2 separate regions of the Bicyclus anynana genome follow, and region 1 is linked to region 2. The links are chromatin contacts, called in public Hi-C maps. All regions are on one chromosome and are shown on one strand. Each heading gives the region's core, a stretch centred on a gene start, on an enhancer-like site or on the middle of the called end of the contact. The rest is flanking DNA. Distances are from core to core; before and after follow the strand shown. Region 1 overlaps LOC112054743 (protein C12orf4 homolog). Region 2 overlaps LOC112055725 (actin-binding LIM protein 3).

Region 1 (3,984 bases), core at 663-3,162, 130 kb after region 2:
CAGGCAGTCGCCGGCCGAGCGGTTCCACAGCGCGTATAGACGGGAACCTGCACACAACATACTGTTACAAACAACCTTATTACTAAGTACGTAAAGATTACAATTGCTTGTCATTGTTATAATTAAGTCAGTGGATGAGCGGCGGGTCCGCCTCCAGAGTCTGCTGCGCCTCGCGGTCCAGCAGCTCAGAGAACAGCTGCTCCTGTATAAGACCTGCTCACCTAGCGTGACAGTGAGATGCAAGCTCCAGTTGATGAGCGGCGGGTCCGCCTCCAGCGTCTGCTACGCCTCGCGGTCTAGCAGCTCCGAGAACAGCTGCTCCTGTATAAGACTTGCTCACCTAGCGTGACAGTGAGATGCAAGCTCCAGTTGATGAGCGGCGGGTCCGCCTCCAGCGTCTGCTGCGCCTCGCGGTCTAGCAGCTCCGAGAACAGCTGCTCCTGTGTAAGACCTGCTCACCTAGCGTGACAGTGAGATGCAAGCTCCAGTTGATGAGCGGCGGGTCCGCGTCCAGCGTCTGCTGCGCCTCGCGGTCCAGCAGCTCCGAGAACAGCTGCTCCTGTGTAAGACCTGCTCACCTAGCGTGACAGTGAGATGCAAGCTCCAGTTGATGAGCGGCGGGTCCGCCTTAAGCGTCTGCTGCGCCTCGCGGTCCAGCAGCTCAGAGAACAGCTGCTCCTGTATAAGACCTGCTCACCTAGCGTGACAGTGAGATGCAAGCTCCAGTTGATGAGCGGCGGGTCCGCCTCCAGCGTCTGCTGCGCCTCGCGGTCTAGCAGCTCCGAGAACAGCTGCTCCTGTATAAGACTTGCTCACCTAGCGTGACAGTGAGATGCAAGCTCCAGTTGATGAGCGGCGGGTCCGCCTCAAGCGTCTGCTGCGCCTCGCGGTCCAGCAGCTCTGAGAACAGCTGCTCCTGTATAGCCGCCGGAAGCTCCTCGATTTCTGCAGAACAAATAGAGCAATGCAATCTATGGTGCCTTATTTATAATTATAATATTATATATTTCCCATAACCAACGTGTATATAAATATATCCAATAGATACCTGACGGTAATGAGAATGTGCAGAACTCGTTGATGTACCGGCACGGAAAGCTGCCCTTCTTGTATCGAACGCAGCCCGCAATGTGGCGGCGGATAGCCGTCGCCAGATCAGGAGCTGTAACAACATTGCCATTCAACAACAACGTTTCGGCTCGAAGGACCAAAAACTGCATATACGTTATGCAGTAATTGGTCCTTCGAGCCGAACCCACGATTAGCAACTGATTAGCATGTATGTTTATTGAATTCTGGAAAGTAAATTTGAACGTTGTATTAAAATGTTTTATACATTTTAATACAACGTTCAAATTTACAAGCATTTAACTGACATCAACTTTAAGAAACAATTCCATACCTACGTATGAAGGTGACCTCTTCAATCCCGGCCCGCCGCCCGATATTCGAGACAGCAATGTCGATAGTATTTCTTGTCTTTGAAATCTGTAAATTGAAATTCATAAATGAATGTAAGGCAGTAAGGTAGTAAGATATTAAGTAAGGATTTTAATTGGAGACCTTTTGACTACTCGCTCTTTTAAAATTTTGGTTTGTAGATCCACTGCAGTCTGCATAAACATAACTCTCTCTTACTTTGCGAACAATGTAAACGCTAGCCATCACATGTTGGCCAGATAAATATAATTCCAACCAAACCCGTACATCTGTTACATAATGACCCATGGCGTGCATGTCATAGATGCAAAAATGCACTGCCTACCTTGAGATGAAGGGGCGCGCAGGGTCGCCCCTACGACGCGAGGTAGGCGTCCACGTCTGTTACCTGATGGCTAGATGCACCAGCGTGTGGCCAGTGTCGAAGGCCGAAGCGCGGTTGAGCAACGCCACCTCGGAGGCGGTGAGGGGGCGCGCGGGGTCACCCCCCGACGCGAGGTAGGCGTCCACGCAGCGCGCGTCGCCTTCAACCACACCTGCGACAACATAACACATCACGAAGCTTAGTAATTGCAGAGCTGGTCAGGGAAAGTTCTACTAATATTCTTATTACAAATACAAGCAGTTAACTAGTGGTTTAGGTTAAGTAAGGTGTTTGATTCAGAACTCTTTGAAATGAAAGGCTCACCGAGGCAGGCCTGCAGCCATATCCAGTCGGTGTTGTTCCGCCGCTTGCAGCGCCGCCCGCTCGCGTCCAGCTCGTGCTGTGAGGGTGGCTGGCTGTTGCAGAGGTCGTTTATACCTACTGAAATATACACAGACATCTGTAACATCTACTGTTTTCGTTCATTAAGCTATTGAATAGCTTTCGTCGCGGGCTTTGAGCGTGGCGACCGAATCAAGAAATTCCGTAACGAAAATAAACCTAACACCCAAGACGTGCATCAAGTTAACACGTTATCATAGTCGACGTTATCATATCGACTCAACTGGACAAGTGGTATGAAACCAAGGGGCAAACTTATTAAACCAGAGTTCGATTCCAACTTCATTTTCTAAAGAAAAAAAATACTGCATAAATAAAATAAATAAAGAAAGTGTGTGTCAGCTCAGACGCACGAATGGGGTTTATTCTTTCAGATGGATTATCCAAATAGGTGTATGTTGCCCCGCAGCATACACTATGTACGTCTCAGTACCTAAACCTGAAAAGTGAAAGGTGCGCAACCGAGGAGAAGCAGGTCGCGGCGTGCACGCGCGTAACGCTGTCATTCGTTCATCGAATTTTACTGCCTATATTTTTTTCATACCGGGGGCTATATGAGAAAAATCGATTCTTAAGGACTAAACTCCAATAAGTATAATTTCATAAGTTGATAAAAAATGCTATGCCACATGTATTTTTTTTATTCCTTACAACCCTTTAACCCCTGACTACCACCTCACCTGATGGTAAATGATGATGCAATCTAAGATGGAAGCGGGCTAACTTGTTGGGAGTAGGATGAAAAACTTATCAGTTGGTACTAAAAAGAGAAGATATTGATTTCAGCTGAGCCTCGGACATTGCTCCTCCGTCAAGCGACAAGCGAGATACGCCCGTTCTTCAAAATATTTTCAAAAATTAAGTGTCTCACCAGCGGCGGGGTACGTGGAGTGTGCGGGGTGCGGGGGGTGCGGGCGGTGCGGACTGCCGCCCGCGCCGCACATGGCGCACTTGAGCGCGCGCGGCCAGTTCTCGTACGTGCATGTCTGTAATAAACATGGTAATAAAGATATTGTTTTGGAAAACATATTATATAATGCGTGAGGTGACAGCGCGTGGTAGAGGAAACATCTCGGACAGGTTCCAAGACTTGTGACTTGGGTGTAGGTTTAAAGGTACCTTTGAGAATGCATTAACACTCCCCTCCCCTGCCCGAAATGTTCTCCGTACCTACACTAAACAATGTATGCCCAATTACACCACAAAACATTATAGCACAAAATCACTAACACGACGAGCTGTGTGCACACAATAAAGAAGTAAACGAAATCCTTCTTTTTTTCACTCTAATATCATAAAGACAAGATTGTGTGTGTGTGTGTGTGTGTGTGTGTGTGTGTGTGTGTGTGTGTGTGTGTGTAAGTATGTTTGTTCCTCCGTTACGCTGCGTCTTGCAATCCGAGCAAACCGATTTGGCTGAAATTTGGAATGGAAATAGATTTTACTCTGGATTAACACATATTATGCTACTTCTTATCCCGGAAGAAATCACCTGTTCCCGTGGCATTTGTGATAAACAGAATTTCACGCGAACGGGCGTACGCTAGTCTATACTAATATTATAAAGAGGTAAAGTTTGTAAGTTTGTCACATTTTTTAAATGGGGTAATCTTCGGAACTACTGGTCCGATTTCAAAAATTCTTTCACCATTTTATATTAGTATGATATATATTCGCCGAGTTAACACAGTTTTTGTCATACAGGTCGGATCGAAAATCCTCTTAAGCAGACTTATTCGCATGCGCTGCCTTAACCATTGTGTAAAATTGAAATTAAT
Region 2 (3,902 bases), core at 746-3,245:
TTAGAAAATAAAAATTCTCCTTGGGAATCGAAATCAGGACCTCTCAGTTGAGAACCACATTACTATAAAATGCGCCAGAGATGTGGTTTAGTCATCAAAATCCGCTGTTAGATAAGAAATATCATTTATACACTTTTTTGTTATACAGTCTTACCGATTCGGACAAACATTCACAAAAATTCGGCCATGGTTAGTTACCACCCTACCGACAAAGTCGTACCGCCAAGCGATTTAGCATTCCGGTAAGGTGTCGTGTAGAAACCGAAAGGGGTGTGGATTTTCATCCTCCTCCTAACAAGTTAGCCCGCTTCCATCTCAGGTTCTTCATCACTTACGATCAGGTTAGATTTTAGTCAAGGGCTAACTTGTAAAGAATAAAAAAAAAAATTAGTTACCACCTTTTGGGGAACATTTACCCAACCTACAAAGGTAAATGGGACACGCTTGCCTAGAAAAATGTGGATCATGATTGGATCATACTCACGGCAGTGCTCGATGAGAAGGTGTGAGAGCGCGCCGCTAGCCCGTAGCCTGGTCGCGGCGCCGCGCGGAGAGACGACACCACTGCAACACTGCGTACTGTACTCCGCGCACTAACCGTATACTAGCCGCACACTAACCGCACAAGACGCCGCACTGACCGAACACGACCGCACGTGACCATACTACTGATGGAACCCTGATTTAACTTAGCTATGCGAGTAATTCTATCAAGTTTATAGATTCTTTATTTTTCAAAAAGGATTATTATCAGCCATGTCATGAGAACAGGAGTAAGATTAATCTCTCCTATATACCCGTAGCTAAGCGAGCTAAGCTAAAGGTGGCTAAGACAATAGTTCTAAAGCCAGCCATTGCACTCTATATTTTAGAAATGATTTGAAGATTTGAGATCAAGTCAGAAAGGATACGATGTCGCGTTTGAATTGAGTTATTAAGATTGACTTGATTTATTGAACTATTAGTAGAACTAAGCCCACTTTATCCACTGGTCGTGTTCGGATTGTCGCAGTCGGTAGGATCCCGAAAATCACGTTCACTTTGTACCGACGAGAAATGCCTGAAAGTGGTTCTTTCGGAACAGGGATAAAGGGTAAGAGAAACAGGTATAGAGACTTACTTTACATGCCAGTAATCTACCATTAATAAGTTACGTAAATAGAAAATCGATAAAGATATTAAGCGGTAGGAATAGGGTCATATTCTCTGGCATGCAATGTGCAAGTTAAAGGTTGTTTCAGGGTAAGGATATCAAGGATATGAATAACTTAGTGGAAAGGTACCCACGTAAGTATATTTCACATGAACGCGTGGATATAAGGATATAAGCATCGATATAGAATAAGTCTCTCCGCCGCTTAGTGAGACATGTTATATAATCTATGGATATAAGGATAAAAGTGTCATACACATGGCAAATACGTGTTGATAGACTTTTCATTTTGTCTTTTAAAGGATTTTTAGTACTTACTTCAGTTTCGTTCCGTGAAGGAGTCGTACTTACCTTAATAATGTGCGTAGACTGGCATTTTATCACAGTGGTGTTATTCACGTTGGATGTTCCGTTTATTGGAGTAGGGGTGATAGAGAGTAAGGTTACTAATACTAAGGGTTTGGGTATAAAGGAGTAGCGGTGGCAAGGGCAAGGGATTGAGTAATAAAGTTAAATGTTCTGGTAGGGGTGCTAACGGTATGGGTAACAAGAGGTGCTAGGGGTCGGAGATCTAGGACTAGGGGCAACGAGGTGTTAGGCTAACAAGGAATAGGGGAAACAAGCTGTAGTTGTAACAAGGGGTAAAGGTAACAAGAGCTCGGGTTAACAAGGGATATGCGTAACAAGTATTAGGGATAACAAGAGTTTATAGAGGTAACAAGGGATAGTGGAGCTAGGGATAGAGGTGCCAAGAAGGAGGAGAAATGAGGGTTAGGGTTAGGGGTAGCGGTACTCACGTTACAAGAGCGCAGTCCGCCGGCGGGCAGCGTGCTGGAGCGGAGGCCGTAGCCAGGCCGCGGCGGCGCGTGCATGACTACGCATTACACAACACACGCATCACACAACGCACGACACATACACATCTACACAACAATGCAATGAAATGGCGTGTTGCACTCCGAAATTATAGGCACGAGTATCGATCGGATGCCCTGCAGAATGTCGAGTGTGAATACTAAGTAGCATAAGAGAACCAGTACCCCTTTTAAATTAACCCGCTACCCTCTTAGACCTTATCGTCATTCAACATCTGTAGGCCTAAAATGGTCTTTAGTTTTAACTGATCAGAATTAAGTGCACATAATGTTCAGTTAAATCATCCGTGTGTAAGCAAAACTGAAAACTGCACAGTTCAGTTGAATTGACAATGTAATCGAAATACCATTAGATAACTATGCATTTAAAACCCAAGGCCTTTAGCCCGCATTAGAAGCGCGTCGAAAGATAACTAGATTATTATGACTGCTCTCTCTTAAGCAAAACCGATATTTTTGTGATATCTCTTTCGTTACGATGGGACGATACAGAGACCGATATATAGACAAAATAATCTCGTTATCTCTCTGCGCGTTTCTCGGGTTTACAGTTGTTATTGACCATGAAACTCAATACAGTTAAGAATTACAGTTATTTCTTGAATTTCAGAATCACCAAACGCCATTTCTGTTGCCTTGTTATTAAGATTTCTATAATACGATGTGTGCGCCAAGTTTGCCGTTGACGTGACGTCACTCAAAGGGTACCGCCTCGCTCATAGTACCGAAGGCCGACTGAGCGATGCGGTAGATGGGGGCATTCAACGCGGCGAAACTTAGCGCTCACAGGTAATCTATACTACACGTATATGCTACCACTACTATATTGAAAATAGTACGCAATTAGAAATAAAAGAATATATTTTAGCAATCAACTTATCATTGGACATGCTAAGATAATTATTTTAATTTTAAAGATTTGCAACCAATATAATATATAAGATTGTTGTGTATATACCTACGTATATTAAATAATATATATCTGAAATTGCAGTACCAACTAAACAGAATAAAGAAAACGCACTAATGCTGCATTAACAACTTGAAGATTGAATAAAATGTGTTCTGCAAATTCTGATAAAATGCTTAATAATGCTTGAGCCCCATTGACGGTTGATTTAAAAAAGTTTTCAATAAACCATGTTATTAAGGTCGGCCGCATACACTCGTATTCCGTTTTCCGTATTCGTTTTCCGAATCCGTTTTCTGTCTTCGGAAAACCGAATGCTTGAATTAATATTAAATACATTAAATAGCGCACATGCACGTATTTTTCCGAACGTAACAAATTCCTCGCATACGTAACGAATGCGAGACTTTGCCATTCCGAATGAAGAAAAACGTAAAGAAATTGCGCATTTGGAAAACTTATACGGAAAACCGAGTGTATGCGGCCGGCCTAATTCATAAATAAATATGAATTATGTATATTGTATAATGTTAATACTTATATATTGTAAATGTATATTTGTGTAAATATTTATAGTTTTCTATATTCATGTAGATACAGTAATGGTGTTCAAATGGTGTATATAAATCTCTAAGCAAAATTTACAGATGTACCCTGAAAAGTAAGTCGTGATGATGACAATACACGTGCCAATTTCGCTTAGGTATTTCGTATACAATTGAATTGGTATAAATTTTCTTATTAAGCACATGCGTATATATTTAAGTATAATAATAAACGCATTGACATTCCGAAATAAGTTCTAACCACAAATAAATAGAGTTCACATTACAATGAAGCAATAATAAAGTCTATTGGACAAACTATAACGACCATATCACGCGTAACTACGTAAAAAGCTTTAAGCCTAACACACAGTATGCAACACGAGTCGGGCGCCAAAATAAAAAATAATTTATTTTAA

Evidence for each region. Hi-C and Micro-C count contacts between places; a contact is called where the count stands out from the background.
Region 1: a contact with region 2 is called in a Hi-C map of whole body, with 6 times the contacts expected there. The contact joins two enhancer-like sites. A contact is called at or near these places in 2 of 2 Hi-C or Micro-C datasets (whole body and whole larva).

What each region holds. Positions count from the first base shown.
Region 1 is chr24:8,652,574-8,656,557 of ilBicAnyn1.1, forward strand. The region is part of intron 9 of LOC112054743 (protein C12orf4 homolog); the gene reads right to left. It overlaps LOC112054746 (ubiquitin thioesterase trabid), which reads right to left. Exons shown (of 18, transcript XM_052889121.1): 6 at 3,078-3,192; 7 at 2,129-2,245; 8 at 1,829-1,976; 9 at 1,403-1,488; 10 at 1,049-1,162; 11 at 817-945; 12 at 1-47. Among protein-coding and RNA genes, the nearest start is that of LOC112054746, 14 kb to the right of the region's middle. Within about 2 kb of position 1,913, at least 2 of the 8 cell types and tissues checked have open chromatin away from gene starts, as enhancers often do.
Region 2 is chr24:8,523,941-8,527,842 of ilBicAnyn1.1, forward strand. LOC112055725 (actin-binding LIM protein 3) reads right to left here. Exons shown (of 18, transcript XM_052889116.1): 14 at 485-564. Among protein-coding and RNA genes, the nearest start is that of LOC128199468, 20 kb to the left of the region's middle. Within about 2 kb of position 1,996, at least 5 of the 8 cell types and tissues checked have open chromatin away from gene starts, as enhancers often do.